Linked DNA regions of Zea mays: region 1 is linked to region 2. The links are chromatin contacts, called in public Hi-C maps. All regions are on one chromosome and are shown on one strand. Each heading gives the region's core, a stretch centred on a gene start, on an enhancer-like site or on the middle of the called end of the contact. The rest is flanking DNA. Distances are from core to core; before and after follow the strand shown.

The links. Hi-C and Micro-C count contacts between places; a contact is called where the count stands out from the background.
Region 1: a contact with region 2 is called in a Hi-C map of leaf, with 6 times the contacts expected there. The contact joins the promoter of LOC100193981 here to the promoter of LOC542675 in region 2. A contact is called at or near these places in 4 of 25 Hi-C or Micro-C datasets (ear, endosperm, leaf and 1 more).

The regions. Positions count from the first base shown.
Region 1 is chr4:138,960,290-138,965,592 of Zm-B73-REFERENCE-NAM-5.0, reverse strand. LOC100193981 reads left to right here and starts at 3,445. Exons shown (of 6, transcript NM_001139048.1): 1 at 3,445-3,640; 2 at 4,468-4,580; 3 at 4,664-5,035; 4 at 5,116-5,201. The coding sequence starts at 4,523.
Region 2 is chr4:138,680,757-138,686,105 of Zm-B73-REFERENCE-NAM-5.0, reverse strand. LOC542675 (fasciated ear2) reads left to right here and starts at 2,804. Exons shown (of 1, transcript NM_001112192.2): 1 at 2,804-5,194. The coding sequence starts at 2,887. The coding sequence ends at 4,728.

The sequences.
Region 1 (5,303 bases), core at 2,196-4,695, 280 kb before region 2:
CACCGGACTATCCACTGCCTACCACTGGACTGTTCGGTGTGACACAGAAAGCTGTTGTTTCTTCTCCAACGGCTAGTTTCGAGTTGGGGCCTATATATACTTCACCCAACCGGTCATTTAAGGGTGGGAGAGATCAAGCAACATACCAACACTTGTTATAGACATTTTTAAGTGCTCAAACACACAAGTACTTAATAGAATCACTCGGTGATTAGCGTAGGTGCTTTGCGAAGTGCTTAGGTTAGTTAGACCGCTAGTGCGCTTGCTTTCGGTGATCCCTATTTAGTTGAGTGAGTTTAAAAACCCCACATAACCACTCGGCTCTTATGCGAGCCCTAATAATATTATACCAGTGGGTCGAGAGTCTTACGAGACAGTGACAACCGAGTTTGTGTCACGGCCGCCATCGTGTACCGGAGGAAACGAGGTCCACGACGTTTCGGCCAGAAGCGGAGCACCACTTGCGTGTGGAGAAGACCGACTGCTCTCTACGGAGTTACTCACCCGTGGTGCTTGGCCCTTGCGTGGGCTACCCTTTGCGTGGAGGAACCAACGAGGATTAGTCGAGATCTTGCGTGATTCCGGATACCTCGGTAAAAACATTAGCGTCATACACAGGAGTTTGCATCTCTACCTTTGCTCTTTACTTTCTACATTTACATTAAGTACTTAAGTTTTATTCTCTCCTTTCTAGTTAGAATATTTAGGATTGGATTAGGTTACAAAAATGTTTTGCAGTAGAGATAGCAACACTTAGTCAAAGTCTAGTTTACACAATGTAGTTTATATTTTTTGGATAGGTTTTGTTCTATAGATTTATTTGTGGCCTAGTTTAGAGTGAAGTTTTTAGAAATTCTAATTCACCCCCTTAGACATCATCGTCTCTTACAACTTACGTGAATAAAAAATGGTGGATGGGCAGATAGGAGACTTTTTTTTTTTGAAAATGGAAACAAGTTCTAGCCTTTTGCAAATTCATGCATAGTACAAAAAAAACCACGAAAAGAAAACAATTATCTGATTGAAACCATAAACAAAACTAAGCAGCCACAGTCCTAGCATTAGATCGCCACCCATAGCATGGGAAGATCTCCATGGCCACCCCCTCAAAGGAATGACAGACATCAAGAACTTTTGGATGAGAATCTTGTTTTTGCAACAATCTCTAAAATCGGAGCCAATGTGTTTCTCTAAAAATGACTTGTAGAATGGACCATATTGGTTTAAGATTAAAAACTTTATTACAGAAAAGCCAAGTAAACCAAAACATTGCTGCTACTCCAATTAAAAATTTCTTCTGTGTCATTTCTTTGTTGGATTACCAAGCCCCTATAATATGATTAATACTATAAGATTTGTCTACATGGAATACAAAGAAAATGGTTCTCCAAATATTTCTAGCAATATAACAATCAAATAAAAGACAACGAATACTCTCGTTATGTTTACAGTTCAAAATTTCCAACCACATTCATTTTGCATGGTTATCTTCATTGAGGATTACACCCCTCCATAAAAACACAAGAAATTTTTATTTTTTAGGGAGATCTTTAGCTTCCAAAGGAGAGAAAAGTCTATTTTGTTGAGCCCCCAAAGAAAACTCTCTCGAGTACAAATCAGCTGTGGCCAACAAATTTTGCCACTGAACAAATTTTTCTCCACTCACCACATTAAAAAGATTTAGATATTACTCTTTTAGCGATATATTCAAAGGTCATCCATACACAAACCACCTTAGCCATCAACTATCTAAAATTGACCCTGATTAAAAAAATTCATCTTTAATCTTCATGAGGTGCATAGCAAATACTTGTTTTTGAGAATTTGATGTCAAACTTCATCCTTATTGATGATCATTTGCTAAGTAAGCAAATATTATTGGTAGCTAGGTTAGCAACACCTAAACCAACAAAGTCTTTTATTTGACAAATAATTTTGTAGCTACAGACAGGGAATTTAGAAGACTTGGATGCTTGATTTTTCTTATTTCCATTTAATTTTAAGTTCTGTGGAAGATGCTGTACGGTAATGCGTGCTTGCTCGCCAACAAACCGACGGATCTTGAGATAACCCAGTTGACGTTCAGATGTTGATGCCACTAAAAAGTGTTTCCCCAGTAACCGCAACGTATCTAACAACTATGAATTTGTTTTGGGAAGCATAAGCCAATTTCAAACATCGATGCTTTGACAATTGTATATTCATCTCATGCATTGATGATTAATGCATCGAGGAATTGCATTCCATGTGATAAATCTCCAAAGGCTAGATAGTTCAAAACAATTTAGATTATAGTCAGAACATATTATAATCTCAAATCCTAAACTCGTACGAGTACCATTTAGCATTTAAAACCTAAAGCAAAGGCTAGATAGTTCAAAACAATTTAGATTATATGGTCAGAACATACTATAATCTAAACCCTAAACTCGTACGAGTACCATTTAGCATTTAAAACCTAAAGCATTTATAGCCTGTACTAATGGAATTATTTTAATTTTAACCGTTCTTCATTTGAGCATAATCATCTCGGATATCAACCAACAAGGAAGAATAATACTAAACTTTACGCAAAATCAGAAACAAATTCTATAAGACACGGCTCAAACACATGTTTCCAAAAAATCCTCCACGAGATCAGAGCGCAAGCCTCCCTCGCGGACGAGATCTCTGGGTACATCCCTCTCGCAAACGAAGAAATTGCCACAAAACATGGAGAGGTTTTGGGACAGAGTGCGTTTGCTGTGCTCGAACATCAACGAAACACAACCCAAAAAGGACGAACAGTTCTTTCTTTTAGAAAGTAGTAGAAAAGATGTGCCAGCCGAAAGGGCCCAGAAAATCACCGAGGGTGTCAGATCCAGGTGAGTTTAAGCTGGCTCGGATTCAATCTCGCAAGATGGCAGTATGATTGCCGATTGCCTGAACCGGATCCAGTTCAAGGTCCAAACAAGAAGCTGATCTTGCAAACCACACACGATTTTTGTCTAGATCAACGAAAAATTCAACACAAAACCACTAATATGGCGCAATCAATGAAAAAACAACACAAAAGGATTGCCAAGCTTAACGGTTCACAAAAGCTAGAAGGGAACGGAAACACGTCGACCAATCGAGTTTGGAGAATCGAGGATGGCGGCGCCGGCGAGGTGAAGGGTTTCGGCCAGTAGAGGGGATATATATGCGCACGGGCACGAGGGTTCCTGATTAGGGTTATCACGTGCTGACTTGGGCCGGCCCAATGTTAGCTCACATGGAAACAATGGGCCGAGCGGGGAGTGTGCACAGTTCAGGAACGGCCCGTTGAAAGGCTAAAAAAAATACTAATCGAACGGGTTTCCCGAGCCGAGCCGAAGCCGATCCAAAATCCGACCGTTGCCAAGAGCGCTCCCCTACCCTTTTTCCCCTCCTCGCAGTCGCAGCAGCAGCGCACACCAGAAAAGCTTTTCTGCCTCCTCTCCACCTTGCTTCCCGCAACTACCACGCACGCCGAATACTTGGCAAGAAGAAACCCTTTCTCGTCCCGTTGAACTGGCGCCGTCGACTCCACCGGGGCACGCTGTCGCGGGTTGCTCTCCGGTCCTCGTTCTCCTTGCTGCTGAATCCGCTAGTGGAGATCGACCTGATTTCTCCTGTCCTGGTAAACCCTAGCGCTCTCCCCCTCCATTCCTTCCTTTTTTTTTTGCCGTCATTCGCTGTGATGTGAACCACTGAAGCGAAAGCCTAACGTACTTCGGTCCGTTTGGTCTATTCTTGGGATGCCCTGTATGTGGATTTGTTCGCTGTTCCGAGCTTAGCCCTCCGTGGCCCTTCTCTTCTTGAGGGCACACAAGGTCTCAGTGGGGTTCATAATCCATCATTTAGGAGCGGTTCGAAGACTCTTTCATTGTTAATTTGTTTGCAGATGCAGATCGGATGCTTATGCAAAATGCCAGTTAGATCTTGATTGGCTTGATAGTAGAGGATATGTGCATTTTGAACTTTTGATGTTGTTGGGTTCACTAATTTAGTGGTGCTTCCGTCTATGTCATCTCAATGGAAAGTGCTATCACATAGGTGTGCAAATAAAGTCTGCACAGCCACATCACCAGGATCCTATCTAGGCACTGTCTCCCCTTGGTAAATCGTACTCCTCGGTTCTTTTTTATTTGTCACGGTTTAGTTTAAAAATGAACTATCGGGTGACAAATATTCTAGAATGGAGGTACTCGTTATGCAGTTTTGCTACATGGAATTTCATAATCGACCTCTGTAAGATGAAATGCAACTCTTCCCCTGGTTGTGTACTTCTGAATTCTGATCCAGTTTAGTATGTTTGCAGTTTAGTGGTACTTCAAATCCATATTAAATTAAGCCTCTCAGAGCTTATTTCAAATCTTGTTCAGTTTCTGTACATCAGAATTCAGAAATACCGTATAGAAGTCAGCATTTATTATTTCTATATTATGATTAGTTTCTCTTTATCAGTCAATTGGATTTTAGCCCGGCTTTCAAGGTAGAGAAAGAAGCTGTCTGGTCCATCATGGCCTTCCCAACTCCAGCTTCTGTTTTTGTTGACGAGAACCAACAGATAAATAGAGGTGAGATTGCATTTTTATCAAAAACTAATTCGTGAAAAGGATTTTTCCTGAATTAGATACATCTCTTTTATCTAAATGTTCAGGTAAGAGGGCTGCTGGATCAAGGACCAAAGGGCTGAAGCCGTCGGAGAATCCTGGGAATCTAGAGAGGAGAGCTCTTCAGGATTTGTCCAACTTTGCCAAAGGCACAGGTTTGAAGGGCACTTCCACCCTGAAAGAGAGGTCCCAGCGCAAGGCTTTTAGTAATGTGACCAACACTATTAAAGGCACTGCTTTGAAGGACAGGCCCATCACGAAAGAGAAATCTACCCAGAAACAGAGGTCACAGAACCCAGTGAAAATATTATCTGATGAAGATATCAAACTGTGTCATGAGTGGGCTAAGGATGGGGTGGAAGGGTTTCACTCAACACAAAATGATTCTCAGAAGGTTGATAAGGATCTGCTAGCCAAACGTACGATTGCTCTTGGTTCTTAAATGTGTGTATGTTTTTTTTGTCATGTCTATATATGGCTAACTGTGCATGTTATTTAGGTGTCAAGAAGAAAGTGGCGTCAGTAAACTCAGCCTTGCGTGGTTGGTCAGATACGGTATTTGATTCTCTGATGTTTCCAGCTAGGGTATGTGGCTCAACTGCAAACAATATTTTTCACAGTTTGTGTAGGTGGTTCATACGGTTGAACTATGTTATCATTGATTTATTTTACAAAACCATGACCCCA
Region 2 (5,349 bases), core at 1,555-4,054:
TGGTGGCGCTCGAGTTGTGGGTCAAGTGCGGCAAAGCGCCAGGTATAGGGCCGTAGCAGAGGCTTTATGCGCAGGTATAGCACGGAGTCGGATCTAACGGCCCTACGATCCCGGCGCGAGCTCCCGCCAAGTCCGGCGTCCGCTGCGGGAGGTGGAAGACGCACTGACCAGTGGGGCCCATGCGTCGGTGGCGATCGCAGAGGAGCAACGCGCGCGGAGTCCGGCTGGCCCGTGGGACCGTTGACGCAGAGCAATGCACGCGGAGCGGCCCCAAGCAACTGACCAACGCGGCCGACGGGTGGGCCCTTGATGTCGGCGTGAGGCCGAGGCGAGCGGCCAGAACTGGGTAGCGCGGAAACTGGTGTTGGGCCGAATATGGGATACGAGGCCCATTAGTTGGGTTTTGTTTTATCTTCTTTTTTTTCATTCCTTTTTTTCACCATTTTCTAATCCAAATTTTGAATTCAAGTTTAAATTCAAACTTTGTGGCTCATCTTTTACACTATATTTGTGCAGTTAACAGTAATAAGTTTAAGGATATCTATGTTTTTATATTTTTATATCATTTCTCTTTTTCTTATTTTCCAAACCCTATTTTCAAAATTAGGGTTTAATTCTACTTCTGATGTCTATTATCTTATTATTTTTCTTGTTTACTATATTTTATATCATCACAAAAATGCACACGAAATAAGATCCGGCATGATGCACAGGTCATTTATGTGTTCTTCGTTCTAATTATCCACTTTTAACTAGTGTTGATCACATGTAATGAATAGGAGAGGCCACAAACCATTGAGATTATCTATATCCTCTTTATTACATTTTTGAGTATTACATGCATAATGAAGATCATGCCACGAGTAATATAATTACAAGCTAAAAGCATATAGAGAACATGATTTATCACAAGGTTTGGCTATACCACAAAGTAGTGTTTACGTTTCAGTTGTCGAGTGACCACAAAGGCCTTTAGAGTCTTTTTAAACCCCCCCTCTTTCTCAAGCGACCAAAAAAATCAAGCCATGATCTCTACTAGAACAAATGGGTAATACAAACTTTCTAGGCACCCTTTACAAACACAAATCAGGAGTGTCGCTAGACAACACCTAGCCAACTAGGATTCAAAGACCCCAAAAGTAATAAAATGGAAAAGAAATCACCGATGGGTGCCACAAGTGCTCAAGAGATGGATCTTACTCTTTGAAATCAAGATCTAGTGAAGAGCTCACTCCAATCTCACTCACAAGACGAAAATCTAGCAAGGGCGTGAGGAAGTATGAGAGAGTGTAAAGAGAGCTTGCTTTTGTTTCAAAGTGGTTTTGTGAATTGAAATGGCTGACCCCAAGAAAACAAGAGGGTGAGAGAAATAAATCCCCTTGTCTTAGCTAGAGAGCCATTGCTGAGCAGGAAGGTTCCCTCTCAAAAATTTCAACTAGGGAGGCTTGGAATTTCTGAGGTGGATAAGAGAAACCTCGGTGCATCCATAGTCAAAGAGATTTGACCCAAGGGGCACCCCACCTCAAATTTCGAGGGTTCAGAATTTCCAAAGGAGAGGAAGATACCATAAAGCAAAACTTCGAAGTTTAGAGGTGTTACTCAAATTTTTCCAAAGGGGGGTTTGAAATTTTCCAAGGGGAGAGAATTTTTTGGGGAAAGAGGAACATCAGCAGAAAGCCAAGGTTCAAAGTTAAGGCGGTGTCCAGAATTTTTTGTGGTGTTGAAAACAGGACGAATAAAAGAAAGAGAATACTTGCTCTTTTAGAGGTTTTTTAAGAGACCTTTTTAGAGTATTATTGGGAATGTTAGGAGTTAATGAGTATAATGTTTTGAGCATATTTTGACACCTACAAGTAATTTTTTCTATATCCTTCTTTATGATATACTATACTTGAAAGAAGATTGAATTAAAACTAAAATCTCTCTCTCAAGTTGAATTGTTGTGCCACATCTTTCACTAATTTATAATTAAAGGGTCTCATATTTTTTGTACTTTTTTATAATTATATTTAATTGTAAATCTCATAAAATATTGTTAGCTCGTGTCATCAAATCACTAAAATCCATAAATAGGATTGATGCACTTAGCTCTTTAAAATGAAAAAGGTACAAAAATATAAAAAAAATCGTGAACCCCCCAATCAATTTCTAATTGCATTGTGAAAACTTCGACAACAAAAATATAAGATACCACCAAAATAAAATAGTATCAAACAATATCATCCTCTATTTCAAACTTCTTTATGCAAGCAGCGTCATTCACAATTTCGCGTCCTCTATTTTACACACTGTACTGCAGACAACCTTAACATCTATGTTGGTTGTATCACATATTTTTGTTGTAGAAAATTTCCAAAGCACATTTAAACTTGATTAAAATATTTTGGGGGTTTAACGATATTTTTTTATTATTCTAGAACTAAATATATTTTTAAAGCTTATAGATATATTTTCGCGGGCTCTAAATACTTTTTTCTCCGGTCCCAATCTATTTCTAATATTTTTGAACTTTTTATATACTTTCAATGTTTTAAATAAACTTTTTCCGATTTTCTTAGTAAAAAGTTGAAACCATCCTAAAATAAAAACTATTTCTAACCATGGTAGAGAGCTAATTTAAGCGGCTTTAAGATTTGAAGAAGAAATTGCCTTATTTTAGAGTTCATTCAAGAAGGAAAAAATGGAGTCCTAGTTGAGGGAAAACACCACAGATTCCACAGCCTTCGCCTGTTCGCCACCTTTCCTCCAAAATTTGACCCACACGCGGCGACGCCCGAGGCCCCGAGCGACCACATCCTCCGCGGCCGCGGCGACGCCCGAGGCCTGCAAAACCCTAACCACTCAGGTTCTGCCGGCCACCGCCACCACCACCACCAGTCCACCACCATGCTGACAGCCACTCCCCTACCCCATCAGCTCCTGGCCACCTTCCTCCTCGTCCTGGCGTCGGCGACCCAACCTGCAGTCCCTGCCTCCACCGACCGCGCAGCGCTTCTCGCCTTCCGCGCGTCCCTGTCGCCGCCCTCCCGCGCCGCGCTATCCTCGTGGAGCGGCCCGCTCTCGCCATCCTGGCTCGGCGTGTCGCTCCACCCCGCCACGGCGCCAGCCCCTTCGGTCACCACTCCCTCCGTTGCCGAACTCTCGCTCCGGGGCCTCAACCTCACGGGCGTGATCCCCGCGGCGCCGCTCGCGCTCCTCCGACGTCTCCGGACGCTCGACCTCTCCGCCAACGCGCTTTCGGGAGAGCTTCCCTGCTCCCTCCCGCGCTCGCTCCTCGCGCTCGACCTCTCCCGCAACGCGCTCTCGGGGGCTGTCCCCACCTGCCTGCCGTCCTCGCTCCCCGCGCTCCGCACCCTCAACCTCTCCGCCAACTTCCTCCGCCTCCCGCTCTCCCCGCGTCTCTCCTTCCCCGCGCGCCTCGCTGCCCTTGATCTCTCCCGCAACGCCATCTCCGGCGCCGTCCCGCCGCGGATCGTCGCCGACCCCGACAACTCCGCTCTCCTCCTCCTCGACCTCTCCCACAACCGCTTCTCCGGCGAGATCCCCGCCGGTATCGCAGCCGTACGGAGCCTGCAGGGGCTTTTTCTCGCGGACAACCAGCTTTCCGGGGACATTCCTCCGGGGATAGGGAACCTGACCTATTTGCAGGTGCTGGATTTGTCGAATAACCGATTGTCCGGTTCAGTGCCTGCCGGACTTGCAGGCTGCTTCCAGCTTCTGTACCTGCAGCTTGGGGGTAACCAGCTCTCTGGGGCACTCCGTCCGGAGCTCGACGCACTAGCTAGTCTCAAGGTTCTAGATTTGTCGAATAACAAGATATCTGGGGAGATTCCCCTGCCGCTGGCTGGGTGCAGGTCTTTGGAGGTGGTGGACTTGTCAGGAAATGAGATCTCCGGTGAGCTCAGCAGTGCTGTAGCGAAATGGCTGAGCTTGAAGTTCTTATCACTGGCTGGTAACCAGCTCTCCGGCCACCTACCTGACTGGATGTTCTCGTTCCCCCTGCTCCAGTGGCTTGATTTGTCTAGTAATAAGTTTGTGGGTTTCATCCCAGATGGGGGGTTCAATGTCAGTGAAGTGCTTAACGGTGGAGGTGGTCAGGGGACTCCATCAGAGAGTGTGCTTCCACCCCAATTGTTTGTGTCAGCTTCTGTGGACACGGTGTCATGGCAGTTGGATTTGGGGTATGATGTTCAGGCAACTACTGGTATAGACCTGTCTGGGAATGAGCTCTGTGGGGAGATACCAGAAGGGTTGGTTGACATGAAGGGGTTGGAGTATTTGAACCTCTCCTGTAATTACTTGGCTGGGCAGATCCCTGCGGGGCTTGGGGGCATGGGGAGGTTGCATACGCTTGACTTCTCACATAATGGGCTGTCAGGGGAGGTGCCTCCTGGAATTGCAGCCATGACAGTGCTTGAGGTGCTTAACCTCTCCTACAATAGCCTGTCTGGGCCTTTGCCAACAACGAAGTTCCCAGGAGCATTAGCTGGAAACCCAGGAATTTGCAGTGGGAAAGGGTGCTCTGAGAATGCAAGGACTCCAGAAGGGAAAATGGAAGGTAGCAATCACCGCGGTTGGCTTGGTGGCTGGCATGGAGAGAATGGATGGGTATCTCTTGGTGCATTTTGTATCAGCACAATGACTAGCTTCTATGTATCATTAGCAACCTTACTATGCTCCTCTAATGCAAGAAACTTCGTGTTTCGGCCTGTGAGGGTTGAATATTAACAAGAGGGGAGATTGCAAAATCAGGTTGTTTTGAAGTTCGAGCGACTCTGGTCTGCAGCTGATTAACAAGAAATATGAGCATATGAGATGGATATCTTCAGCCAAGAGGAAGTGCTGTCTCTTTTAATGATCAATCAAGCTCTCTTGATTGTTTCCTAATATTCTTGATCTTGGGATGTGTAGATCTAGTTCTAATATTCCTACTGTTATAGAATGCAATCACCTGCTGGTGCTTGGTTGTAGCCCTGGCGTGTTTGGAGGATTGGACACCAAGGATGCACATAATTTGAAGCGCTGGTACTGTGAACCACTTCAGATGTAAATATTTTCTTTGGTTTTTAGTTCTGATCTAGTTTAAAACTGGACATGTATTTAGTGTTGTTGAGCTACCTTTCGATGTTATATTATGTCAATTTGCTGGAAGATCATTTGATAACAATTGTCTAATCCAGTGGATTAGTCGTGTAGATTGTGAAGTTCGTTATGTTTCTTCTTAGTGCTATGTATATCATCTTTCTGTCTGAACTTAGTTTGGGGGTAAAAGGCTTTGTTATTATGTGACTGAAACTGCAAATGTGCTTGACTATTTCTTGGTGCTGCTCCTGTAACACCTATAGTTTT